4 separate regions of the Mus musculus genome follow, and all the other regions are linked to region 1. The links are chromatin contacts, called in public promoter capture Hi-C maps. All regions are on one chromosome and are shown on one strand. The core of a region is the stretch at or near the end of the contact, and the rest is flanking DNA. Distances in the headings are between cores, read along the strand shown.

What was found. Promoter capture Hi-C pulls out the DNA fragments that hold promoters and counts their contacts. Capture Hi-C pulls out chosen DNA fragments and counts their contacts.
Region 2: a contact with region 1 is called in a promoter capture Hi-C map of liver, with 5 times the contacts expected there. The contact joins the promoter of Urb2 here to the promoter of Slc7a5 in region 1. A contact is called at or near these places in 1 of 39 promoter capture datasets (pre-B cells) and 2 of 9 other capture datasets (adipose tissue and liver).
Region 3: a promoter capture Hi-C map of liver shows a contact between it and region 1, with 2.1 times the contacts expected there. The contact joins the promoter of Exoc8 here to the promoter of Slc7a5 in region 1. A contact is called at or near these places in 2 of 39 promoter capture datasets (liver and pre-B cells).
Region 4: a promoter capture Hi-C map of liver shows a contact between it and region 1, with 2.9 times the contacts expected there. The contact joins the promoter of Arv1 here to the promoter of Slc7a5 in region 1. A contact is called at or near these places in 1 of 39 promoter capture datasets (pre-B cells) and 1 of 9 other capture datasets (liver).

Annotation. Positions count from the first base shown.
Region 1 is chr8:121,904,541-121,911,368 of GRCm38.p6, forward strand. Slc7a5 (solute carrier family 7 (cationic amino acid transporter, y+ system), member 5) reads right to left here and starts at 3,146. Exons shown (of 10, transcript NM_011404.3): 1 at 2,526-3,146. The coding sequence starts at 3,066. It overlaps BC048644 (cDNA sequence BC048644), which reads left to right and starts at 3,293. Exons shown (of 2, transcript NR_167716.1): 1 at 3,293-3,473.
Region 2 is chr8:124,017,196-124,023,503 of GRCm38.p6, forward strand. Urb2 (URB2 ribosome biogenesis 2 homolog (S. cerevisiae)) reads left to right here and starts at 4,302. Exons shown (of 10, transcript NM_001368414.1): 1 at 4,302-4,331; 2 at 6,265-6,308. The coding sequence starts at 6,278. It overlaps Taf5l (TATA-box binding protein associated factor 5 like), which reads right to left and starts at 4,202. Exons shown (of 5, transcript NM_133966.3): 1 at 3,994-4,202. It overlaps Mir1967 (microRNA 1967), which reads left to right and starts at 5,446; the gene lies at 5,446-5,527.
Region 3 is chr8:124,892,999-124,899,388 of GRCm38.p6, forward strand. It overlaps Exoc8 (exocyst complex component 8), which reads right to left and starts at 4,707. Exons shown (of 1, transcript NM_198103.2): 1 at 1-4,707. The coding sequence starts at 4,628. The coding sequence ends at 2,478. It overlaps Sprtn (SprT-like N-terminal domain), which reads left to right and starts at 4,896. Exons shown (of 5, transcript NM_001111141.2): 1 at 4,896-5,383; 2 at 6,078-6,177. The coding sequence starts at 5,160.
Region 4 is chr8:124,717,413-124,724,459 of GRCm38.p6, forward strand. It overlaps Arv1 (ARV1 homolog, fatty acid homeostasis modulator), which reads left to right and starts at 4,754. Exons shown (of 6, transcript NM_001368372.1): 1 at 4,754-4,930. The coding sequence starts at 4,772. Ttc13 (tetratricopeptide repeat domain 13) reads right to left here and starts at 4,560. Exons shown (of 23, transcript NM_001373939.1): 1 at 4,325-4,560. The coding sequence starts at 4,550.

The DNA.
Region 1 (6,828 bases), core at 1,896-4,395:
AACAAAGAATGCTGAGCGAGCCACGAGGAGCAAACTGGTGAGCAGCAACCCTCACGGCTTCTGCGTCAGCTCCCGCCTTGACTGCTCTGATGATGGACTACAAGCTGAGAGGAAAGTAAAACCCTTCCCCAGGTTTGCTTCTGGCCATGGTGTTTATCACAGCAGTAGAAATGCACCTAAACCACTGGGCTCCAGGTCAAGTCGACAGCACCCAAGCTTCACTTAGGCAAAAATGAACATGCGCCTTTAATGCTAGCACTCTGGAGGCAGAGGCAAACAGTTCTGTGAGTTCAATACCAGCCTGCTCTACAAAGTGAGTTCTAGGACCACCAGGACTACACAGAGAAGTCTTGTCTCAAAAGCAGAACAAAACCAAACAGCAAGCCACGAGATGGTCCCTAGGCCTCACTCACACGGGCTCTCGGCCACCCAGAACAATGTGGAAAACAAGTCTTCCAATCATCATCAAAGACTCCGCTCCAGGCTGCCCGCATCAGGCCTGAGGTTGCAGGAGGGAGCCAGACTTGTTGAGAGGGAGATGGCCTGCACCTTTACCACCAGTGGGTTCATTCGGGATGGAGGCCAAGTCATTTCCCAATCCAGTCTTAACTAGGTGAAGGAAACTTGTGGAGAGACAAACACAGAGGACTCCAGAAGACTCAACCACGTAAACCAGACCTCTGCCCTAAAACCTGACTCTCAGTGCTTCCTCGGGGTCTTTCCTAAGGCATGGAAGCCAGGGAACACTATGTTCCCCAGAAGTGCCCTCGAGAAAGAACAGGGCACTCACTCCATGAACACTGAAACTCTCCTCAGAGTGCAATCCTCCGGGAGCCGGCGCCCAGGCCTTCAGAGACCTGGAAGAGCACCTGGACTCTTGGTATAGCATTGGAAATGTAAATGAGCTAAATACCTAATAAAAAATGGAAAAAAAGAAAAAAAAGAAAACAAATTTTAAAAGAAAGGACATTTGCCAGCCCTCAGTGCTCACAGCCTCCTGTGGGCAAGCATTGCTTCCCATATGTCACTAGCACCTGCAGTTTCCAGAACTATCTTGACAAGAGTGTGGGCTCTTTAAAGACAGCCATGCCAGCCTGGCATGATGGTACACACACTTACTGCCTGCACTTGGGAGACAGAGAACTGCAGACCAGCCAGGGCTGCATAGCATGAGCCTGTCTCAAAACCAAGCAAGCAAGCAAGCAAGCAAGCAAGCAAACAACAAACCTTAAAGGTACCCACGACATTCCTTATCCCTAAAGAGATTACCATCCATAAGGAGAACTGGACAATTAAAATTGAGTATGCAGTGTCCCGTTTGAGGCCAGGCTCTCCCTGGACTGCCCAGTGCTTTTGAAGACCAACTCTAGCTATGACGGTTTACACATGAACCAAGCACACAGAAGACCTTACTGGTCATCATCCAACTGGCACTACAGAGCAGAGTGGGTGGTCTCAGAATTGAAGGGCACACCCGGCTGGGTCTGATAACAGGAGACAGTCTCAGGGCCAAAGCCAAAACAGGCACTGGCATCGAGCAGTGGCCCCAGTGCTAACAGCAGCCCCGGACTTCCATGGCTCACAACCAAGTCTAGCCCACCTCCCCATCACCCTCTCTGTGTGCACTATCAACACAGCTCTCAAAACAAACAGATACATCGGTCTTAGCTGCCTGAACTCATCTGTAATTTTGAAAGTAGCATGATTTATTTCCAGGTTGCTCTCCACCACCAAATCATGTGGCATTTGCTTCAAACGATCATTTTCCCCCAGTCCTGAAAAATCACACAACTGTTTTTGAAAGCAGAAATCAATCCGTCTTGACCTATGCGTCCCATAAAGGCTACACTCAACAGCTGTTACCTGGCACATCTTGGGACCCCTCAAGCCCACCCACACAGACTGTCGTCTGTCTGCAGCCGAGTTTCTTTTAGTCCTTTACTGACAGGCAGGCTTTACACGATTCCGCTACTCATCTTAAACGAGCAAGCAGCCATCACTACCACACACAAATTTATTACTACTGTTTTCTTATGAGTCAGCCAGTTCACTGATTCCTGATAGGCCGGTTTTAAGAACATAAGTGATTTTTTTTTTTAAACTGCAATTTCCCTCTTAGCAACCAGTCAGCAACTGAAGCTGAAACAGGAAACTGGCATATCTGCCACTCCACGTGGTGCTTTGCTGAAGGCAGGGAGTGTATTGCTCTCACCCGGGACAGAGTAGATCTCTCGTACTTAGAATTCAGGTCGGGAAGCGGGATGCCTGCCGCGGGGTCAGAGCCGCGACCCACTGAGGTCTCGCGAGGGCTGTCCCGAAAGCATAGACACTATGAATGGATTAAAGAAACGCACGTGGGTTCTGGGGCCTGTGACTTTAGCCTGGAACTGCCGAGATGGTTCAGGGATGGACAGATGGAGGGATACTGGGATGGGTGTTGCCGAGCTGTAAACGCAGGAACCTTGGCTCGCGCCCACCCGGCCCCGCCCCAGCCCGGCCCCACCCCAGCCCGGACCCCTACTTACGCACGCAGAGGCAGGCCACGAGCTTGGCAGCTTCCTCGGGCACCGGACAAGTGGGGAAGACCGGCTTGAGCAAGTAGGTGGCGAAGACCAGCGCCACGATGTACTGCGAGGAGGGCCGAATGATGAGCAGCTCGATCCAGAGCTTGAGGAAGGCGGGCAACGAGCCGTAGACCTCCAGCATGTAGGCGTAGTCGCCGCCTGACTTGGAGATGGTGGTGCCCAGCTCCGCGTAGCAGAGTGCGCCCACGATGGAGAAGACGCCGCACACAGCCCACACCACGAGCGACAGTCCGGGCGACCCCGCTTCCTTGAGCACGCCGGTGGGCGTCACGAAGATGCCAGAGCCGATGATGGTGCCCACGATGATGGCCACACCGTTGAGCAGCGTGATATTGCGCTGCAGGGTCACGCCTTCGCCCTCGGGGTCCGCGCCGTCCCCGCGCCGCGCCTCCAACATCTTCTCCCGCGCCTGCCGCTCCTCCTCCGCCGCCGCCGCCGCCGGGGTCGCAACCGCGCGCCTCTTGGCGCCCGCGACCGCCATGCTCTCGGCGTTCCCGGCTCGGCCTGGATACCCGGCGTGCGCGCGGCCGAGCCGCTCTCCGCGTACTGAGAAGTGCGTCTGCGTCCGCCCCGCCCGCGCGGCCTTTTATCTCTACCGTTACCCGCCCTCCAGGCTCCGCCCATCGCCGCTGCTGTTGGTTCAGCTCGCAAAGGCCCCCGCCCCCTCAGCCCGCGCGACCCCGCCTCCTTCGCGGGCCCCCGCCCCCAAGTCTGTTAGAGCACGTGGAGCGTTAAGATCCTGAAACTGAGGACTACTGATGTGTTTAACGCGGCGTGACTACTGATGGGTTTATCGCGGCGTGTTTCACAAGATCCGAATGTTGTACGCGGGTGGAGAGTCGACTCACACCTCCTCACAAGTCCTGTGCAGGATGTCAGGGCCGATTGGTAAGGGCGTGCTTCTTCTCCCGCCCCAGGCGGCGCAGAGGACTTGTCAAGGGAGAAAGCACCGGAAGGGGGGTGGCTCAGTGTATAGTCCCAACACCTGCCCGGAATCCTGGCCCTGCCTCGCGGGTGTTTATCTCCGCTTCCTCCAGTGTGCATATCCTGTGCGTCTGGGAGATGAAGGATAAATATCTTATCTAGGATAAGTGGGGGTGGGTTGTGGGGTGAGGCACCCCTATAGTCCAACTTGGTCCAGAGGAAACGAGTCTGAGGGCGAAATGATCCGTCAGCTCTGGAGGAAACGGAAGAATAGACCAGAATGGTAGCCAGCTTACTCCTGGACTTAGATATCCATCTGGTCCCAAGGAGGGTCTTGACAAAAGCTCGATTAGTGGTACACCCAATCTGGAGAAGCAAGTTTTAGAAGGGAACCAACCCAATCTACTGTAGGGTGAAAGGGCTTTAGGTTGTCATTCTTAGGAAATCTTAGGTAAGAGGGTTTTTGAGATAATGTGGTCACACATCTGGAAGGTTCAGCATCCCAGGCCTGGTGCCATCATCGTGGGCACCATTATCAGCTCTGGCATCTTCGTGACGCCCACCGGTGAGCTCAAGGAAGTGGGTTCAAGCCCTCGTGGTATGGGCTGTGTAATTTGAGCTGATGGTACGCTTGGAAAATTTCATTGGTCAAGATAAGTCCAGGAGCCCCAAGACCCCCTCCTTTTCACCAGCTGTTCCATTTTCTGTCCAAAGGAGTCCCCAGGAAAACTCACAGACAAGCAGAAGGGAAGGTGGGGGGGGGGGCTTAATTTAAGAACCTTCAGACTTGTAAGGATACAGAGCCCTGTATGCTCTGCTAAACTGTCCAGTCTGCCAAGCCTTCCCCACTGCTGAGGCATGACCAATGAAGAAATTCAAACTTCTCCCCATCTTTGGATCTACTGCTGCAGCCAAGAATGCCAGAGCTGCCCCTTGGAAGCCCATGTCGGGGAGGTGTTCAGCCAAAGACTCCAAGGGTCACTGGAGCTACCTCCCCCAACCCCCAGTATGTCAGCCATTCACAAGCAATGACAAGCTGGTATCTCTGTAGCCTGAGCAGTGGGAAGCCATGGAGCTAAAAGGTCACACCAACATTAACCATGCCACAGTACAGACTGCCTAAACTGATGGCTTTGGGAAGATTGAGAAACTTGCTTCTCATTCTTGACATAGTCCTTTCAGAGGGCTAAAAGCATACCACCAACCCACTGAGACATCGCTAAGATTCCAAGGTACATCGTCTAACTTAATAGGACACGTGGCAACTCTTAGAAACACTTCATAGTAAACGAGGAAGCCAGTTCTGCAGTTGTGTAACTTGCCTGCCCAGTATGCGCAGCCTCACGGCCTCCTACCTCCAGGCAAGCAGCCTGCTTACCTCTCACCTGTGGGTGGCTAACTAACCCTTGCTTCTTTTGGAATCTGTCCTTGTTCCCAGTGGAATCTGGGTTCTGCATCGCAGCCGTGGGAAAGCTTTGATTTGAACCAGAGATAGCAATAGTCCAAGGAGGTATAAAATCACAACCATAGTTAAGTCAAAGCCACTACCAGAGGCCAAGGACGGTGGTCGTGGAGGAACACAGCAGGTTCAAATGGCTCTTCTGGGTCTGGAGTTCAGAGAGAGAATGAACAAGAGATCAAGAGGGGGACCTGAGCCCTGGGCAGAAGCTGCTCTGGTGACAATACCCAGTGAATGTCCCCGAGACCCCTGGCTCGTGATTCTGCTGCTGCTTATCACAGCGTTAGATAAGACCTTAAACTTTTTCCTGCAAAGCAACCGTTGGTGTGTATTATCTCTGTTTGGTGCCCCCCCCCCCCCCAACACCTCTTCAAACAGCTAAGACTGAAATGTTTTCCAGGGGCGCCATCTACTGGTGGATGGAGGAGCAGTTTCATCTTAAATTTCCTGACTTGGGGCTCCCGGTGTGTGTTCCTAGTGGTTAGCTCTTCAACTGGTCAGTAATTTATTTAAAATGGTGTTGGACTGATTGGATGTTGGGGAGCCTGTCTTCCTATCTCCATCTTGAAACGAGAATGCGTACCTTGTACAGTCCTTCATAGAAGAAAGGGGCGGGGCGGGTCATCGGAGCCCCCCTTCGGCCCTCTGGCCGGTACTTCCCAGGTGTGCTCTCCCACCCTAGGTACATGTGTCTGGGTGTGGCAGAGCATTAGGGAGGTAGAAGGTTGACTGGGGAGGTAAGGGGACTTAGTATAGATACTGCTATGTTGACACTGCTATCTGGTCACCTATGCTGCTGTAAGTAGCTGGGTACAGTAAGCTCACTCACTGTATTAGTTAGGGTTTTACTGCTGTGAACAGACACCATGACCAAGGCAACTCTTATAAGGACAACATTTCATTGGGGCTGGCTTACAGGTTCAGAGATTCAGTTCATTATCATCAAGGCAGGAGCATGGCAGCATCCAGGCAGGCATGGCGCAGGAGCTGAGAGTTCTGTATCTTCATTCTAGGAGAATACTGATTTCCAGGCAGCTAGGATGAGGGTTTTAAAGCCCACACCCACAGTGACACACCTACTCCAACAAGGCTACGCCTTCTAATAGTCCCTCCCTGGGCTGAGCATATACAAACCACCACACTCACCAACTTGGACTTGCATGGAACCGGGCCTGTCAGTGCGCTATCTGGGGATGAGTAGAAGTCTGTTTGCATCTACCCATGAAAAGCCACACAACAGCGGCACAGTAACCGGAGCGTTTCTGCAGATGGAAGTGTGTGCAGTCGCGCCTCTCTCTCTATCACATCAGTACCAAGGGTTGAACTCGGGCCATTCGGATTGGCTACAAGCATCTTTAACCGCTGAGCCATTTTTTATGAACCCTGCCTCGGTTTGTTGTTGTTGTTGCTTAAAATACTTAATTTTTCAAAGATTTATTTTATGTAGATGGGTGTTTTGACTACATGTGTATCTGTGTACCCAGTGTGTGCCTGGTGCCCACAGAGGACAGAGGAGGGCATTGGGTTCCCCTGTAACTGGCGTTACAGAGGGTTGTGAGCCACCGTGAGTTTTGGGAACTTCCAAATTCAGGAGCATTTGAGTGCTACTGAGAAAGATCCCCAGACTGACAGGAAATTCTGACGAGATTAATCTCAGCCCTAGAAACACAGCTGGCCTCTCTCTCCTCCTGTGGACACAGACTCTGCCCCTGAACCCAAGAAGGCCATGATCGATCTGCCTGGTGGTCCACGCCTGCAAACCCAAGTCTCAGCAAGCTGAGGCAGGAGGATCACGTGTTCTAGGCTGGTGTGGGTGTGTGAGGCCCTGTCTCAAGCTTGAGTGAAACATGTAGGCCCTGT
Region 2 (6,308 bases), core at 3,052-5,551, 2.1 Mb after region 1:
CAGAGCATCTGAAGGCTCAGAATTGTGGCTGACCAAAGGCTCAAGACCGAGCTCTGGAGTGACTGACACATTGCCTCCAACCCTTCCTTTCCTTATGTAATCTGCTGGCTGGAGATGGGCTTTAAGACAGAATACAAGTCTTTACTTTCTCAGACTGATAACACAGACTAAAGCTATATTAAGATTCAATTCCTATCCCACTTACTGGCTTCTGAAGGGACAGGTAGCATGAACTATATTCTGATTTAAAAGTTTGAGTGCTGTCTAGTTTCTGCTTGGACTTATTTTAGGCTTTTGATCTTTTGTGATTTCTAGAAATACGAAAGCCACAAGCATCTTATTTCTACTTTACTACTGTTTTCATAGCACAGGAGAGAAGAGGGTCTATATTTTCTTGGTTACTTTTCTATTGCTAATGAAGAGAAACCATCACCAAGGCAACTTATAAAAGTATTTGTAGGGAGGAGGGATGTGTTGAAATAGGGTTTCTCTGTGTAGCCCTGGCTGTGCTGGAATTTTCTTTGTAGACCAGGCCGGCCTTGAACTCACAGATTCACCTGCCTCTGCTTCCTGAGTGCTGGGATTAAAGGTGGGCACCACTGTCATTGCTGCCAGTGTCACCACCATCACCAGACAAAAGCAAGCACTTCATTGGGGGCTTGCTTACTATTTCAGAGGGTAAGTCCATGAGTATCACGGTGAGGAGCAGACAAGCAAGGCATGGCACTGGAGCAGTAGCTGAAAGCTACAGCTTATCCACATTTTGGAGGATGAGAGATTAGACCTGGCATGGACTTTTGAAACCTCAAAGCCTTAAACACCTCAGTGATACATTTTCTCCAAAAAGGCAACATTTCCTAATCCTTTCCCAAACAATTTCATCAAGGGACCAAACATAAGCGCCATGCTGGCTGGGTATGGTTCATCTTGCGATGCACACTTTCACACACCAGGAGCCGGGCAACCCTGGTGTACATAGTTGAGCCCCAGTACAGCCAAGGCAATGTAAACAACATAACAAAAAAACACTCACAAACCACAAGTTAGTCTATGGGGGCCATCACCATTCAAAACACTACGTATATAAAAGTTCACTGACATGCATAGCAGTATAAATACCAAATGTGGTACAATTGTGCTCCAACTATTTATACACATCTTAAAACCAGTGTCCATTAAACCACTATAGATTATCAAATTCTATTTTTTGGTCTGGGTATTGTGGCACATTTTTAACCCGAGCACTTAGGAGACCAGACAGGAAAGTTGCATGTAAGTCCCAGGCCAGCCGTGGATAACAGGAGACCATGGATCAAAAGAAGTCCAAATGGACATATAACTGACTTTCCAAAGCATTTTGTCTTCCTACTAGGTCACCACAGACAACACAGGTTTTTTGGAGAGAGGTGGAAGTGGGGGTGGGCAACAGGGATTAAGCCTAAGGCCTTCTTCCCATGCAGGCGAGCTCTCTACCACCAAGCTACCCTCAGTCCTCACAGCACTTCATCCTTTCCAAATCCCGATCTACTCTCTCTGCTGCAAGTCTCAGTCCAAGCTATTGATGAGCTCATTTTCATTCACCCCTTACAGTATTTTTTTGTTGTTTTTCCCCCCAGTCAGAGTTTTTGCTATGTAGTCCATGATAACCTAAATTCTGTTCCTAGCCAGCCTGACCTTGAACTTTCCATCTCCATCCCCTTGTCATGGCCGGTTGCAGTAGGTCAACAAGAACAAGCCTCCATTTCCACATTAGTTTGTATTTTATGTGCGATCTGTACAGTGTTCTCTGAGACATGATCCCAGTACTCCTCAGTGAACATTAATTCTTGTTGTTTTGTTTATATAACTGATTTGGTGAGACTGAATAAAAGCTCCAACCCAGCACCAGTGGCTTGCTCCAGCCTGGCATGCCCTCTTGAAGACCATCTTGGTGTTGGAGCAACAACTAAGGCTGCCTTGGAGCAGAGACCACAACATGGGATAACATTCTCCAATCACAGAGAGACTTCTCAGAGAAACCTGCTTTGTAACCTGGTACATGACACACACCAAAACATGGTTTTTAGGAAATACTGTCTAGAACGACCTGTACCTTCATGTTTTGTTTTAATGTTCTCTTAGCTTTGAAATTCAGATTAAAAATTTCTGTACTAAGCTAGAAGCTGTACAGAAGCAGGGATGCCTCTCTACTGCGACCCAGCCCCACTCCATTCCAGGCCTTCCTCCCAAAAAGCCAATGTGATGCATCAGTTTAAAACTCACTGCTTTCACTGGAGGAAACCCAGTGAAAAAACCCATCATGTCGTTTCGAGGTTTCGAGGTTTCGCTGGAATGCTGCTTACCCACTTCCATTTTCACTTTACTGAGGCTCCCTCACCTTTTAGCAGGCTTTGGCCAAGCCCTCTCCTAAGGAGGCACCCTTACAAATGCTCACCTGGTGTGAACAAACCTTGATGCTCTCTCTGTCTGGCTATCTCTTCCTCAAATGGCTTCCTGGTCTTTGCCCTTCTACTCCCAGAGCCTGGAACACCATCCCAGTCCTACACTACCATTGATACCTAATGTTTACTTAACATTCCGCTGCTGAGTAAGACGCCATCTTAAGTACTTCCCACAGACTATCTGCTTTTACTCTATTAGGCAGGTAAACGCTTCAGGTGGGACGCTGAAGCCTGTAGTTATCAGACAACTTGCCCAAAGTCACGCAGTTCCTGAATGGGAGGGAACGCAGTCTCGTGGACAGTGTCTGAGCCTGCACCCTATGCTCCACTGATCCCATACGGGACTGCAGGGGAGCACTGGGCCAACCGCTCACTGATGCTTATGTCAACGAGAGCCTGCAAGTTAATCAGCTAACATGCTGATTGGCTACGTGGAAGGCTGGAACCGTGACTTCAAGTAGTGTTCAATGAGCAGCGCTGGCGTCACACAAGGTCAAGCTAAAACAAGTCAGAAAAGAAGCAAAGCCCCTTCTTTTGTCCCCAGATGTTGTTCATAGATTGTGACAGAGTAACAAAAAGAATAACCAGTTACTAAGTAGTCAGAAGAGGTTTTTGCCTCTCTTCAGTGACAGAAGTACACACAAATCTCACAGTTGGAAGACTGTCCCAAAACACACGAACCAAATTTATTTATTACTGATGGCAAATACTGAAGGCACAAACTGACATTTTGGGTTTTCTGATTTAATATTCGCTTTATAGTTCATAAAACAAGGCTCTCATATGTGTATGTGTGTGTGTATGCACGTGTATTTAGACCAAGTCTCACTCTGTGGTTTAGACTGGTGCAGAACTCACTTCGTACACCAGGATGGCCAACAATTCGCAGCAATCTTTCTGCCTCAGCCTACAGAGTGTGGGGATTACGGAGTGCGCCACCACTACCAGCAGAGTCTGGGCTTAAATTACCCTCCCATTTTACAGGAGAAGAAACCGAGGCAGCAAGCTCGCCTGCTACACGGCTTGCAACTCTAAGTCTCTGCGGTCACCAACTCCATCCGTGACACTCAGCCCCAGGTTACAGCCAAAAAGTCTGTAACCTGGAGAAAGGCAGACTCCCTTCCTACTTCACTTTCTAATAGGGCGGGTCGGACTGGACGGGACTCCCGGCAGAGCCCCGAGGCTATCCTCCACCTGCCGGTCCCGGCGAAGGGGAAAACTCACCTCTCGACGCCGGAGCCACAGCGCCTGCGAGGTCCGCGGGGCCGCGTCTCCCCGCGGCAGCCGCGAGCCCTCCGTCCGCTGCCCACTTCCGCCGAGCGCCCTCGTGAGCTCGCAGTTGGCTCCGCGCGAGGGCGCCCGGCGGGGCCGCGGGGTCTCCGGGCGCGTGCAGCCGGGGCCGCCACGTGCGGGGTCGCTCGGACCCGCGCGCGCGCGAGCAGGGCCGGGACTGCGCAGGGGCGGGCGCGCGCGCGCGCGCTCTCCCGCCCGAGGCCCCTCCCCCGCGTCCCCTCCCCCCCCCCGCCCTGTCCCGCGCCCCGCCCGCACTCACTGAACATCCCAGGCGGCTCCCGCTGCCCCGCCGCCGCCCCGGCACCGGCTGCTTCCGTATCGGTTGCCCGCCGTAGGACTCCGTACGACGACCGGCTAGCCGGGTCCCCGCGCCCTACGTCCTCCCGCGCTCGCGGTTCTCGGTGGCCGCCCCATGACCGCCTGACGGAGCGGGCACGCCGGGCTAGGCCGCGGACGCGCGACGCCGCCGCGGCCAGGGCGCGCTCGGCGCTCCTCTAGCGATGTCTGCGTGACGCCCCTCCCCGCCCCGAGCCGTTGGCGTCAACGTCTGCCGGAAGCGCCTCCCTCACATGTGGCTCGCCGCCGTGGAGGTCCCAGGTGAGCGGACGGTTGGAGAGTTTGGGTTTCCTCTGCGCCGAGGCGCCAGTTTGGCGGATGCGGACACCAGTCCTAACAGGAGGGAACCGGCTGGAGAGCCGGGATCGGAGGAGCCTCTGCCCGAGGGAGTTCCCGCTATGGAACCCTGCTTGAGGTTCTGAACTGCTTTACCCCGAACTGAAGGAGCTCCACTTGAGAGAACCTTGATCTGAGGGAGACCCACGTTAGAGAGCACCCCGATCTCCTACACGGAGCTCGGACTCGAGGGAGCCCCGATCCAGGTAGTAGGATTTGAAGGTATCATGATAAACTAGAACCACCACCTCCTCCTCCTCCTCCTCCTCCACCACCACCACCACCACCACCACCACCACCACCACCACCACCAAAACCAAACTTTTTATTTGTATGGGTGTTTTATGTACACCCGCAGAGGATAAAAGAGGGGCGTTCCTCTAGAACTGGAGTGGTGGTTGTGAGCCAAGATGTGGGATATTGGGACTCGAACCTGGGTTCTCTGGAACAGCAGTAAGTAATCCTAACCACGGAGTCATCTTTCCAGCCCCCTAGAACATTGATTCTCAACCTTCCTAATCCTGCAACCCTTTGTTCATGTTGTGGTGACACGCCCCCCCCCCCCCCGCCATGAAGTTATTTTGTTGCTATATTATAATTGCAATTTTCCTACTGTTGGAAGCATAATGTGAATAAATACCTGGTTTGCAATCTTGTGGGCGTGTGACCCGCAGGTGGAAAAACCCTGCCCTAAACCCTTCCCGAGGTAGTCAGAGGGCGAGGACAGGAAGGGAGGCCTCTCAGTTCTGAAGGCCTGTAGTAAGCTTTCCAAAGTGCACAGTCTCTTGCCTCAACACAGCAGCGTGGTGAATGTTCTGTCAGGGTTTAAGCTAAGTTGTTTACCATAATGGAAACAAACTTTATGACTTTTAAAAACTCAAAAGGTTTAGCTGGGTTTCATAGCAAGTGTAGGTTGTTAATGTATCCTTTCCTTTGTTACTTGGGATTTTAAAGATTGTATATGGTTTTTGTCTACTGTAGCTGTGTGTGACGAGTTACTGTTACAGTAGAAGTAAGAGCATTTTTATTGAAATTAATGCCTGAATTCTGTTTCTTTCTCTCTTTGCTCCTTTTGTCTGACATTCATGAGGATCCTGGGGAGAAGATGCAGAATTCCCTGGAAATTGACTTACAGATCGTTGTGGGTGCTAGGAACTGGACTCGGGCTCTCTACAGGAGTCACAAGTGTTCTTTACTGCTGAGCCGTTTCCTCAGCCACATCACCTAATTTCTTTTTCACTTCAAGAAGCATTATTTTCTTCAAGTACTGTATTGCTTGCTTTTTTGCTTATTTAATAGTGCTACTCCTGTTACACAACACAGTTTTGAAGCTGTGCTAAACCATCTCTTTCGATCTTAAATCATGAATGGTGACTGTCATCCTGTGAGTGATTTACACACTTTGATTTCTCCTTATTGAATTCCTGTATTCTCTAAGTGTGATCACAGCAGGAGTACTTATAATCTATTGTCTACCTGCTTTTGATGAAAGCCAGTTTCAAATTAACTATATATTTGACACAACATCTTACCATGTATCCTAGGCTGGCCTCTGCTTCCTAATTGTACCCAATAAGGTATATAGGGAGGGGTTGGAGAGGTGGCTCAAAGTTAGGAGTACAGCTGCTCTCAGAGAGGACCTGGGCTCAGTTCCCAGTACCTCCATGGCGCCTAACTCATGACTATCTGTACTCTAGTCTCCAAGACTCTAATGCCCTCTTTGACCTTCTTGGACTCCTGAGTGCATATACTCAGGCACATATACATAAAAAATTTTCTTTTTAAAAGATACTGTCCATTTTCTGGTGTCTGTTCAGTTAGGCCTTATTATAATACTATTTTCCTTTTTTAATTGTAGAAGACGTGTAGCAATGGCTGCTGTTTATTCTGGTATTTCCTTTA
Region 3 (6,390 bases), core at 3,457-5,956, 3.0 Mb after region 1:
CTGCTAGACAATCCTTCAAGCTTCCTGCAGATTTCCCAGACTGCATTCCCTCAGCTACACAGAGGAACACATTAGCCCGTTCTTAGCAGAATAAAGTTCTCTACTTCCATTTCCATAAAGATACAGCCATTTATTATGTGGGGAAACATGTTAGCCTTCTTACACCTCGAGGCCTTATGCACGGTTTATCTATTAAATTCCAAGTGGCACCAAATCGGCATCGCAGCCACACAATTTCATCAAATCCAAGTCCAGTGAGCTTAAGAGAAATGAGTACATTTGTTTGGCTGGGACATCCAGTTATGGTTATGTAGAAAACTCTAACTTAGCAAGGCATAGTGGAGCATAATTTAATCCCAGCACTCAGGAGGCAGAGGCAGGATGACCTCTGTGAGTTCAAGACCCGCTTGGTCTTCATTGTTGATTTAAATCAACAAACCCTAACATGGGAAAGTGGAAGGCTGCAGTGGTGACCTCTGCGATCTTTCTATGCATGGAGAGCTAGAAAAAGACAGAGAAACTGCTGGCCTGATGAGTTAATGAAGCTGAGGAGTCTTAACAACCCTGAATCACTGCAGAAGCCATTTAGGGTTTTACATCATTTTATGGCTTACTACTACCTCTTTTATTCAAGAGACAAGAAATAGCCTTTAGACCCAATGGACATAAAAACATGGCATCGTTGACAAAACCCACAGCTACAAGCTAGTGGGAAAATGGGTTTCAGCACCCACATTCTAACAGGACATTAAGTGATCAGAGCAGAGCTCACTTTAGAAATCAGGGGCAAGCCGGGCATGGTGGCGCATGCCTTTGATCCCAGCACTTGGGAGGCAGAGGCAGAGGCAGGAGGATTTCTGAGTTCAAGGATAGCCTGGTCTACAGAGTGAGTTTCAGTACAGCCAAGGCTATACAGAGAAACCCTTGAAAAAACAAAAAACAAAACAAAAAAACAAAAAAAAAACCAAAAAAAGAAAAAGAAAAAAAAATAAAAGCTTAGGGGCTCCACCTACCCACCTATCCCTACTCAACAACCTGAAGTAAGTATTACAATCTGGAATTCTCTTAAAAGTTGTTTTTAAGGCAGGGTCTCTACAGATCCCTGGCTGTCCTGAAATTCACCTTGTTGATCAGGCTGGCCTTGAACTCAGAGATCCGCTTGCTCCTGCCTCCCAGTGCTCTGATTAAAAGTGTGCACCAGCATGCCAGGCTCTTGTTTTTTAAAATGCAGCACAGCATTTGAAGAGTCACAGAAGGTCCCTTCCCTGTGCTTGAGGTATGTGCATCTCTACTCAGTTACTAAGTTTCAAAAACCATCAGGGCAGCAGGTGTAGCAGTGGGTAGGGTGCTTGCCTAGTATGAGAAAGCCAGGGTTTTTTTTCTCCAACACAGCATAAATAGCATTATGGCACATTCCTGTAATCCCAGCCCTTGGGATGTGGAGTCAGGATTAGAAATTCAAGGTCATCCTTGGTTACAGCACCAGCCCAAAACCAGTCTGGGCTGAAACTTATCTCAAGAAAACAAAATGACCAAAACCAAATCTCTGGCATTCTTAAGGAGTGACATTGCATTCTTTTTTTTAAAACTCCTAACCTACACACAGCCTGAACTCTTCTCAGACAGGGAGTTCTGCATTTGCCAGAAGTCTCAGTGCCTCCAAACCCAGGCTGGTGGTGAAGTGTCTGCAGGGGCTGGAGTCACTTACCCGCCTACTGCTAGGATCCTTGGTGTGGCTTTTCAGCAAGACTTACTTCCTGAACATGGCAAAACACGCTGCAGCAGCAAATCCATTCAGTTCTGGAATATGTTAAAAATTCAACGTAGTCCTTGTGATTCTCCCACCTCCCCCAAAAAGATGCATCCAATTAGCCATGGAACATGCTACTTTTCAGTGACTTTTGGATGCCTGCAAAGTTTTATAAAGGCTTCCTTCCACATGCTACAAATACTGACAGACCTGAGGCCCACATATTGAAATTTATCCCAAACCAGTTTTCCCAACTCATTTCTTTTCATGTTGATCTGTCTCAGTACAGGACACAGGTGTGTCACACAGCACTGACCATTACGAAGCCATTTTGTTGACTTGGAATGTTTTACAACATACTTAAACCCTGTGGACCTAATATTTTTCTAGGCAGCATGGAAGTGCACTGCTCCTAGATGTGCTAACGTGAGAAGTGTCTTTCAAGTTAAAGAGTAGCCTGAAATGTTCTGGTGTGACCATACACTCTACTTAAAGAATTATTAAAAAACAGAGCAAGACATGGTATGTGCTCTTGACAGTCCCAGTATTGGGGGGTTGTATGTGATGCTTAACACATTATCTTTCTCCTTTTGACTGCATTTTTCAGAGGGCACTTTTATATGCTGTCTGTGTCTCTGAGGAATGTGCTGACATTGTGTAATGTAAATACAAATGACGCATCTGTAGCACGTGTACACGTACACACACAAAGACACAGAGCAGAGCCTCAGACCACAGAAGTCGTGCTCTCGGGATTCACCCGCAGGAGCCGGGATGCGTTCCGGAGGTCCTGCAGCTGCTTGGCGGGCTTCCCCACACCTTCCTCAAACCTCCTCTCCACCACCGGGAGGACAGTTTCATAGAGAAAGGATGCGTTCTGCCTGATGAAGGCCTTCTTCTCGGGGTCCTGCTCACAGCGCAGGCTGTAGTCCACATGCTGCACAGCCACCAGGATGATTTCTACCAGGCTCTCCAGGAGCACCATGTGGAGCTCAGGGAAGTACAGTTTCAATGCCTCCTCCAGGAAGCCCATAGTCTGCTTGGTGAAGGCTACCACCGTGTAGCTCAAGTTCACCCAGCAGTCATCTCCCGTGTACTGCTCAAAGTTACTGACCCCGCAACTTTTCATCTCCTCCTTGAGCTTGCCCAGGGCCTCAGGAGTCATCAGGTTCATGCGGCGCCACATCTCCTCCGAGTTTCGGTGCTTGGTGGCTTCAATGATAATCTCCTTGTAACTGTGCAGGGCGCCCTGGATGTCCTTCACCAGCAGGGCGTGGATGATGAAGGTGAGGTCCAGCCCAATCTCTCCCAGCTGCTGGCAGTGCTCCTTGGCCACCTTCACACACTCAGCAGCGGTGGACAGGCTCTCCTTGCTGTCAAAAACCTGCTTGCTGAAAGCATCCACGAACATGCCCATGGCCGACCTTGCCCAGACCACAAAGGCAGAGTAGCAGCCACTGTCAGTGCCTGCAAAGTCCGTCTCAAACTCTCTCGCGGTCTCTAGGAGGCTGGTAAAGAAGACGTGGCACAGCTTGTGAATGTAGAGCAGCGTGGCGCCCTCAATCCTGAGCTGGCGGATGGCAGTGTGCACGGCTGCGGCCCTGTTCCTCAGAAACAGCTCGCAAGCCTTCGTGCACTGGCCCAGCCGGATCAGCTGAGACACGGCTCTCCGAGTAGCCTTGGGGCCGCCTCTCAGAGAGCGATCCGGGGAGAGCTCAAACACAAGCACCTCGGTGAGCTGTCGCACTCGTTCGTCCACTTTGGCCCTCAGCTCTTTCACAGGAGGTGGGCTGGGCTTATCTTCCAGGTAGTGATTTAATTTGTCCAGCAAGTCCACGGCACCCTCAAAGTCCCTCTGTGCAATACAAACATCCAAGTCTTCCGGCAGCTCTTGGATCCACTCCATGGAAAGGTCAACCTTTTCCTCCTCCGCCTCAGGGGTGGCCAGTTCTTCATCATCCTCGTCCTCAAACGGGTTGCTGCCCTTGGAAGTGACCGGTGGTGGCGCACGCGGGGCTGCTGCCTCCTCCTGCTCCCGCCTCCTCTTGTCGCTGAGGGCCCTCTTGGTTTCCTCCAGCACTTCCAGCCACTCGCGCTTGATCTTGGCATTTTCCGCCTGGAAGATTCGGCTCTCGGGGAACATGAGAAGCTTGAACATGTCTTTCATGGGCGGATTGTCTTTGACGTTGACCACCGCCAGGCGGTCCAGCGGGTAGAGTGCGTTGTAGCGGTACATGCCTCGCCGTTGTGGCAGCCAGGTGGCCACCAGCAGACAGTCGTTCATGAGGAAGCCGTGCACGCGCTGCAGCTGGGCCATGTGGTCCGCATCGTATTCCACCAGGTCCCCGTTGTACACCAGGTACTGACCTGGCGTCTCCAACAGGTCCCTGCAGCCCTCCACCTTCTCCAGCAGCGTGGTGAGCGTTCGCTGCTTGCCCTCCTCGCCCGTCCCGGAACCCTCTCGAGGGACGCCCGCCGGCCCGGGCAGGAAGCCCGCCTGGACCGCCCCGCGCTCCCGCGGCCCCGCGCCGGCCGTGTCCTCACCCGCAGAGGCGCCCGCGGCGGCGGCGGGCAGCAGTGCCAGCGGGATGCTCTCCAGGCTGCTCTTCTGCTCAGTCAGCAGGTGGCTCAGCTGGTACATTTCGCTCTCCAGGTAGGAGATCTCCCGCGCCGTCTCGATGAACTGCCGGTAGTTCTGGTAGACGTTGCGCTTCAGGTTCTGTGCCGTCTCCTCTGCCAGCGCCTGCACCCGCTGCCGGTGCTCCTGCAGGTCGCGGTCGCCGTCCGACTGCTGCGACAGTTGCTTCACGTACAGCCGCGCCTCGAAGCCCCCCGACTCCAGCTGCCTCCGCAGGCGGCTCGCCCCGCTGTCCGACATGGCTGCCACTCGTCTTGCTCCCGCGGCCCGCAGTGGCTGTTACTCGCCGCCTCCGGGCCCCACCCGAGCCCGGTGGAGAAGGCAGCGGAGGAAGCGGGGCGGGAGCAACACCCAAACGCCTGCGCCGGAGCCGAGCGCTGCATTGCGCCTGTGCCAGAGTCGAGCCGCTCGCACTGCGCCTGCGCCCGGGGCGGAGTGCGGACAATGCGCCTGCGCGGAAACGGCAGCGTCTTAAGGCGCGTGCGCGGACGAGCCAGCACGGAAGTCAGAGGAGGGTCCGGCACGGACCAGACTTGACGTGTGTCGCCGGACCTCAGCGGCTGTCAGGAGACAACCGGCTGCCTAAAGCCGTCCCCAGCCCGAGCCCAGCGTTCCTAAGCCTGTGCCCGCGGGGCAGCGCCGAGCCACCTTCGGTTAGGCGTTCGAGGCTAGCCCGCGCGCCCTGACAGCAGGGCCGGGAGGCCTCGCGAGATCCGTGCGCCGCACGAGCCCGACCGGCGTCTTGGGAGCGGCCGAGGTGGGAGTAGCGGGATGGACGAGGATCTGGTGGTCGCGTTGCGGCTGCAGGAGGAGTGGGACGTGCAGATGGCGCGGCGCGCGGCGGCGGCGCGGGAGCCCGTGTCGTTGGTGGACGCGTCCTGGGAGCTGGTGGACCCCACCCCAGACCTGCAGGCGCTCTTCCTGCAGTTTAACGATCGCTTCTTCTGGGGTCAGCTGGAGGCGGTGGAGGTGAAGTGGAGTGTGCGCATGACCCTGTGAGTGCGTCCGCGAACGGCTCGGAACGTCGGGAAGGGCCAGGCCGCTAAATTGTCGTTGGTGTCCCCGCCTCGCGGCGCAGGGAGAGGTCGCCGGGAAACGTGCCCACTCCCCAGTCCCGGGCCCAACGTCCCTCAGTGATGAACCAGCCGGATCCCTTATCAGAGTTTGAGAAATCCTATTCGAGATAGTAATCTGCCCCGCACATACACTGTCACATAGCAGCTTGAGGTAAAGCAGGCTAAGACGTAGTGTACTTCTAACCTCATACCAGCCCTGTGACTGTTTTGGGAGAAGTGCCCATGTATGCCTGTGCGGAGGGGAGAGGGTGACAGTGGGTGAGGGTTAGCAAGTGTTAACTCTCTGAAGCCAAGTGACCCACTCAGGAAAGCCATCCTCCCATCAGGGACGTTTTCTTGTGAAACAGTTCTTGCCCAAGAACTGTTAGGGATTTGCTGCCCACCCCCACCCCCTTTTTTGTGGGGAGAGGGGAGAGGGCCTCACTATGTATCTGTGGCTGTCCTGGAACATACTCTGTAGACCAGGCTGGCCTGGAACTCGGAGATCCTCCTGCATCTGCCTTCCACGTGCTGGGATTAAAGGCCTGCACCACCATGCCAGACTAAGGTTTGCTTTTTGTTCTGTCTCCTCTGTATTCGTTGACCCTAATCCATTGTTGTGACTGTTTTCCAGGTGTGCTGGGATCTGCACCTATGAAGGGAGAGGAGGCATGTGCTCCATCCGTCTCAGTGAGCCCCTGTTAAAACTGAGACCAAGAAAGGACCTTGTAGAGGTATTCTTTGCATAAGCCTGATTCTCAACAAGTTGATTTGCAGGATTTATTTATTTATTTATTTATTTTTAAGAGATGGGTTCTTTGTTTGTTTGTTTGTTTGTTTTTCGAGACAGGGTTTCTCTGTGTAGTCCTGGCTGTCCTGGAACTCACTCTGTAGACTGGGCTGGCCTCGAACTCAGAAATCCGCCTGCCTCTGCCTCCCAAGTGCTG
Region 4 (7,047 bases), core at 3,504-6,003, 2.8 Mb after region 1:
GACAGAGTGCAACATTCAACTTTGATTGTACAAAAGTTACCAAATGGACGGAGGTACCTCACTGAAAACTACCATGAAGACATCAAGAACAGGACTGTCACCTAGAAGCAAACAAGTCTTGTCACTTCACGTAAGGGCTGAAACGTGGCTCTCTGGGTAAAGTCCTTGCACAGCAAGTGAGGCGCTCCAGCGGTGTGGCGGCACACACCCGTGATCTCAGCATTTCAGGAAGCAGAGACAGAAGGATCAGATGCTGAGAGGCATAGCCTGGCGTGTGGAGAGCTAGAGGCAGAAGGATCAGACGCTGAGAGGCATAGCCTTGCCTGTGGAGAGCTAGAGACCAGTGTGGGATACACATAGCCTGGCGTGTGGAGAGCTAGAGACCAGTGTGGGATACACATAGCCTGGCGTGTGGAGAGCTAGAGACCAGTGTGGGATACACATAGCCTGGCGTGTGGAGAGCTAGAGGCAGAAGGATCAGACGCTGAGAGGCATAGCCTGGCTTGTGGAGAGCTAGAGACCAGTGTGGAATACACATAGCCTGGCGTGTGGAGAGCTAGAGACCAGTGTGGGATACACATAGCCTGGCGTGTGGAGAGCTAGAGGCAGAAGGATCAGACGCTGAGAGGCATAGCCTGGCGTGTGGAGAGCTAGAGACCAGTGTGGGATACACATAGCCTGGCGTGTGGAGAGCTAGATGCAGAAGGATCAGACGCTGAGAGGCATAGCCTTGCCTGTGGAGAGCTAGAGACCAGTCCGGGATACACATAGCCTGGCGTGTGGAGAGCTAGAGACCAGTCCGGGATACACATAGCCTGACGTGTGGAGAGCTAGAGACCAGTCCGGGATACACATAGCCTGGCGTGTGGAGAGCTAGAGACCAGTCCGGGATACACATAGCCTGGCGTGTGGAGAGCTAGAGACCAGTCCGGGATACACATAGCCTGGCGTGTGGAGAGCTAGAGACCAGTGTGGGATACACATAGCCTGGCGTGTGGAGAGCTAGAGACCAGTCTGGGATACACGACAGAACACCTCAAAAGGAAAAGAAGTTCATCGCTCCTCTCACTGCAGAGGAGGAGAAACCAAAGGCGTGTTGGAAGTTACCAGAAACGCGTGTGATTGATTACTAAGATGTAGCTTCAGACATCTGTAAAGAACCAGGCGGCGTTCTGCTTGAATGACACACCATGTAGGTTTGTAGAAAGAGCAGAAAACCTGAATTCTTTAGTCAGAGCTCCTCTCCAGAGCTCCTCTGTCAGTACAGCCAGTCTTCGCTCACTGCCTTGCACAACATCGGCAACGTGGGACTCCACCCTTCCCCCCCCAAACACTCCTCTAGTCAGGTGTCCCGGGTCTGCTCACCCTACACCAAACTCAGCTCCCTGTAAGAGACTCAGTCAGGTGATTAAGGTGCAGCACACTCATCCATGCCTGGTACACACACAGCTTTCCTGTGGCTACACAGTCCAAACCACTAGGATCAGTGACACATTTTAATACACATGTAAAGTCTGAAATCCTAAGTGTTATTTAAAAATACAAGTTTTGGGGCTGGTGGCTTAGTGGTTAAGAGCACCGGCTGCTCTTCCAGAGGTCCTGAGTTTAATCCCCAGCGACCACATGGTGGCTCAGTACTATCTATAAAAGGGAATCTGATGGCCTCTTTTGGCATACAGGTGTACTTGCAGAGCACTCGTTAAAAGAATAAATAAAATTAATTAAAAATAAACAAATAAGCAAAACTACTTATTTCAAACCTGTGGTAGTGGTTTAGTTCCAGCACTCAGGAGGCAGAGGCAGGTGGATCTCTGAGTTCGAGGCCAGCCTGGTCTACAAAGTGAGTTCCAGGACAGCCAGGGCTACACAGAGAAACCCTGTTTCGAAAAACCAAAAACCAAAACAAAACAAAACAACAAATATAACTTTCAATAAGTTTAAGATGTAGGACTTATTATATTAATGCTTACTGAAATTATGCCGATATGCAAAAAAAACCTACTGAGACTATAGCCCAAAATCAAATTAATCCCAAACCTGGATTCTTCCGAGGGAAAGCTTGCTTAGCTTTTGACTTCAGTTTCCTCCTGGGAAAATGGTAATGAACACTAACTAGCTCAGTGTTGACAAAAGGCACAGAGCGTTTCATATTGTGTAATGGGACTGGGGAAGAGAATTGGGGAAAGACTCCGCTCGGTATTTCCTCCCACACTTACAAATTAAAAATAGGGCCACAGGAATAAGAAAAAAAAAACAAATTTTTATTTTGAAAATAAGTTTCTCAGGTTTTGAGGCACATGCCTTTATTCTCAGCACTCAAGAGACTGAGGCAGGAGGACTGTCACCAACTCAAGGGCACCCTGAGCTACATAGTGAGTTCCAGCCTAGGCCAAAATAAAGCAAAAGAAAGAAACAAACAAAGAAGAGAAACGAAAAGAAAAAGAAAAAGAAAAAGAAAAAGAAAAAGAAAAAGAGGAAAGCAAGAACAAATAATATAGCAGGTAGTTTCTTCTCCTAAAAGAGTAGGATTATTCTCTCAGGTCTGAAGCAGGCCCAGGGGTTAAGACCCAAGTTTGGTTCCTAGCACTCACAATCACCTGTAACTCCAGCTTCAGGTGATCAGATGCCCGCTTTGGCCTCTGCGGGCCTCTATGGCCACCTGCACACACCTACCGCCCTCCACAAAGACAAAACTATAAGTAAATCATATTTAAAAAAAAACAAAACAAAACAAAAACAAAAACAAAAAAACCTTCTCATGGGAAAATAGGATCGAAAACATTGCAGAGACACATAGCATCCTTGCAGGTTGGCCAGGTTCACTTTACCCGGGACCAGCAGGGCCAGCCATTGCTGACGGACACCTCCAGCCTGATCCACTTGCTCTCACTGGAACCATTTTCTCCTCCACCATAGGGGGTGCTGCAGTGTGAGACTGAGCCTGAGCAAGTAAGCTGCACACTGAGACCCAAGCAGGCATCTACCCCTCAGCAACTGGCACCTGAGAATAACGCTGCAGCTCTTTGCCCCAAGTCTAGAGTCTGGCTTGACGTGGGCAGGTAAGAAAGTGACCACGGTATTCCAAAGGTGCCCTCGTGGTGAGGTCAGACCTGTCTGATTTGTGAGACCTGAGAGGTTCTGGATATCTAGAGCAGACCATTGTGTTGGTGGTATGGGGGCTGTAAATACTGATGAGAATAGCCCCTCGGCTATGACACGCTTACTTGCCTGTCCTGAATTTGTCCCCACAGTCTAGGACAGGTGCCTGAGGTAAGCGTCACAGAGTCCAACTTCCATGTAATCGTCCAGGATTGGGACAAACAGAAGAGAGGCATTTCCTACTAAGAGCCTTTGGTGGTTAAGACAAAATCTGTCTGTAAAGTTGAGCATGGAAGCTCACACTTGTAAGCCCAACTTGGAGGGTTTGTAGAGAAGGATCGTGGTAAATGCAAGTTCAAGGCCAGCCTGGGCTCAGAGAGACCCTTTCTCAAAAACAAAACCTCATAGTCAAGTAAACGGAGTCTCCTATTTACAGACAAGTTCACAGACAGGTAACCCCCTGCCCTGAATCAGGAGGTGACATTAACAATGGTCATTCGATTCACTAAGGAATGCTGGCCACATCAGCTGCAACAGTGTTGGGAGGCAAAGCCAAGACACAAAATAAGTCCAAAAGCCATTCCAAGAAGTCAGATGGTGCTCAAAGGAAGTCAGATTGCACTAATCTTGAGACTGCATCTCAGCTAAGAAACTAGGTAGTGTTTGGGTAGGCATATGGTGCTGAACATTGGTGGGATGTTTTAAAAGGCATTATCAGCCAGCTGCTACTAGGTATAGAAGACCCAGACCTTCCCCACGGCAAGTCGGAGGGACACCCACTGAGGGGAAGGGAGAGTGGAGAGGGTACTGATGGGTAAAAACGCCCACTGTACAACTCAAAACAGAAAGAGCATGTGCATTTTGCCCAGAGCCTGACCAATGAATGAGCCTGAGCAGCTGGAATGCACGCAGGAATCAGGCCTGAAGCTCTCTCTCTACCGTTGGGGGTACATCTGAGGAGCACGGGTCAGTGCTCATGTCACCCCGCAAATCCAACCTGCTTGCACCTCTCAAGATTGGATTCCTGAGGTGGGGATCGGGCAAATCACCTACCGGAGCAAGCAGAAAGAAGTCTGACTTCCTGGCCCGTGCACGCCAGCAGGCACCCTCCAGGCAGGTCCTTATCCCCGCCGCCCACCTGAGCCCATCCCCGGTGCCCCCACTTCCCAGATGCTTCCACGCTGGGCAGGGGCGGCCCAGGGAGAGGGCGGCTCGGCCCACTCACCGCACTCCGGGTACTGGTCCGCCCAGTCCCCCGACTGCGGACAGCCGCCGCCCGCCGGGGCCTCCTGCTGCTGCCGGTGCTGAAGCTCCTGCTTCAGCAAGGACAGCGGAGAGTAGTGCTCGGTGGCCCGCGCGCAGGCCAGCGCCCCCAGCAGCAGGAGCAGCGGCCGCACCACCGCAGCACCCAAGCTGCCCGAGCAGCCGCAGCCGCAGCCGGCAGGTGCCATCTTCCCGCACGGCGCAGGCGCGGCCCTGCTCTGCCCGCCGCGGGCAGGTGGGCGCGGCGCGCAGCCGCAGTACCCGCTGGGAGTTGTAGTCCTCGCCCTGTTAGCCTCAAGCACTCATTCAGCGCTTGGACTACAAGTCCCAGTAAGCCCTTGGGTGCCCCTCCCAAGGCCAGTCCAGGCGTCTTCCGCCAGCGGCCGGAAGCAGGAGCCCTAGAGTGGCCATGGGGACCGGCGGGCGTAGGGGGACGCGGTCCGGGAAAGGCACGGAAGGCGCAGCGGCGACTTCTTCCTCTTGCCTGTATCGTTGTATCGAGTGCAACCGAGAGGCTCAGGAGCTGTACCGGGACTACAGCCACGGCGTGCTCAAGATAACCATCTGCGTGAGCGCGCCGGGGGGCGGGGCGCGGCTAGGAAGGCGGATCCGAACTTGCTGTGGTCCGGGGCGAGGCCTGGGAGCTTGAGCACGTGGGGGAGGAGTGGTCCTTGTGATGGTGTGAAAGAGAAAGCAAGGATGTGCTTGAAGACTGCCTAGGCCATAGATGTTCTAAGACTTGTGGCACCCAGGAGTGGTGGCGCATTTCTATGACTCCAGCACTCCACTCGCATGCCAGGCAGGAGGAGAATCACGAGTTGGACTCCAGCCTCGATTGCCGCGAGAGAGAGAGAGAGAGAGAGAGAGAGAGAGTGTGTGTCTCAAGCGAATAAACGAGTGATGGAGAGAGATGTGATTCACTAAGGAAATAGGAATTGTAGCAGGAAGCGTGTCATTCTCTTGTTGATCCTGAGGAGATGGAAGCAGTATTTGAGGTCTGGTACTGTAGAGAGTTCTTAGAAGAAAACTGTGTCTTATCGGGGTACTTGTCAATTTAATAGTAAATAATACAACAATTTAACCGAAATGGAAAGCATTTACCACGGCCGGGGATGTTGCTCGCCATGTAGGGCAGCCTTAGATTCCGGCTCCAGCACCACGCCTGTAATCCCTGCAATTGGGAGATGGAGGCAGGAGGTCCAGAACAGAAAGAGAGGGAGGGAGAGAATGAATGTCTCTCTGTGTGTTTCCTCTTTATACTCTTAAGTGAAGGCAGGAGGAAGCAGTGGAGAGAGTTCTGGTGGGAAAGGACTCACTGATTCATCAGGTCCACTGATGGAGGAAGTCAGCGTGCTCCCTATGTGAGGATGGATGGACACAGGGTAGTAGAAGGAGGTTCTTTGGGTAGAGGTCACTGCCTCTCATTGTAACAGTCTTCAGATGGCAAGATGGCATGCTGTCTTAGCCTTCTAAACTGTCAGGTCCCTGAGGTTAGAGGATTGTGAGTGGCTCCAGGTGATTAGCTTCTTGGAGCCCATGAAGTTCTGGGGAAGGAGAGCTCTTGTCCTGTCGCATCTACAGCACGAACATCTGGCTGATAAGTGATACCGAAGGAATAGGAGGAGTTTTGTGTTTCCTGATGCTGGTCTTTCCCCTCCTGCTTCCAAATTTGTCTGCCTCCTTGTCCTGACATTTGGGATACTGTCCAGAAGTGGGATTTAGCTAGCTTTTAAAAGACAGAGAGGGACTTGCCATTTTAACAGTTTCTCTTGGCACTAATGGTGCATCTCTGGGCTTGGGGGAAGAGATATAACCTCCACATCTGTGCAGAAAAAGGGGATCTGGGAAGAGCCTCCGTCCTGGGCTCGACATCTAAGAGTGCTTGCTCTTAACTCACAGGTAATTGAAAAAATGTTAGCCTCTATGCCTCCATTTTGACAGAGAGATTGACTTTTTTTTTTTTTTTTTTAAGTTTTTCGAGATAGGGTTTCTCTGTGTAGCCCTGGCTGTCCTGGAACTCACTCTGTAGACCAGGCTGGCCTTGAACTCAGAAATCCGCCTGCCTCTGCCTCCCAAGTGCTGGGATTAAAGGCGTGTGCCACCACTGCCCAGCTAGAGATTGACATTTGAGAGGGTAGCACAACTACCAGTTCACTGGTAACTGGAGAGGCGTGGTGTTCCTCACAGTGGTGTCTTCCCGGGGACAGGAGTCTGCTTTGTTATGTTGTACAGGGTTACAATTCTCCGATGCACTTGACTTTTTCTAGGTTTGGTGTGACTAAAAGGTGATCCTGGTCTGCCTGTGATTTCTGTTCCTGTCGGCCTTTCAGTGTTCACTTGGAATGGAAGCCACTCTTTTTTTTTTTTTTCCAGTGAATGGTAGCATTGGTGCAACTTTGAAACTAATACTGTTCCCATGTCCATGTCCACGGGTTGTCTAATAACCTGTGATTTGATGTGATTTAACCCAGTTCTAATTCTTCCCCTCACGGTAGAGGAGTCTGAGAGGAAGTCATTTGGAAGCTGAGGGAGTCTTGATTTGGGTGACGTAGGCCCAGGCTGCACAACCCAAGCCTGTGCACACAGTGTAGCAGCACGCTGCTGTGTCTGTGGTAGCAGAGGGAGAACATTTTATTCCAAGCTCTTGATCTCATTGGAGAAAAGGCCGGGCTTAGGTTGCTAACA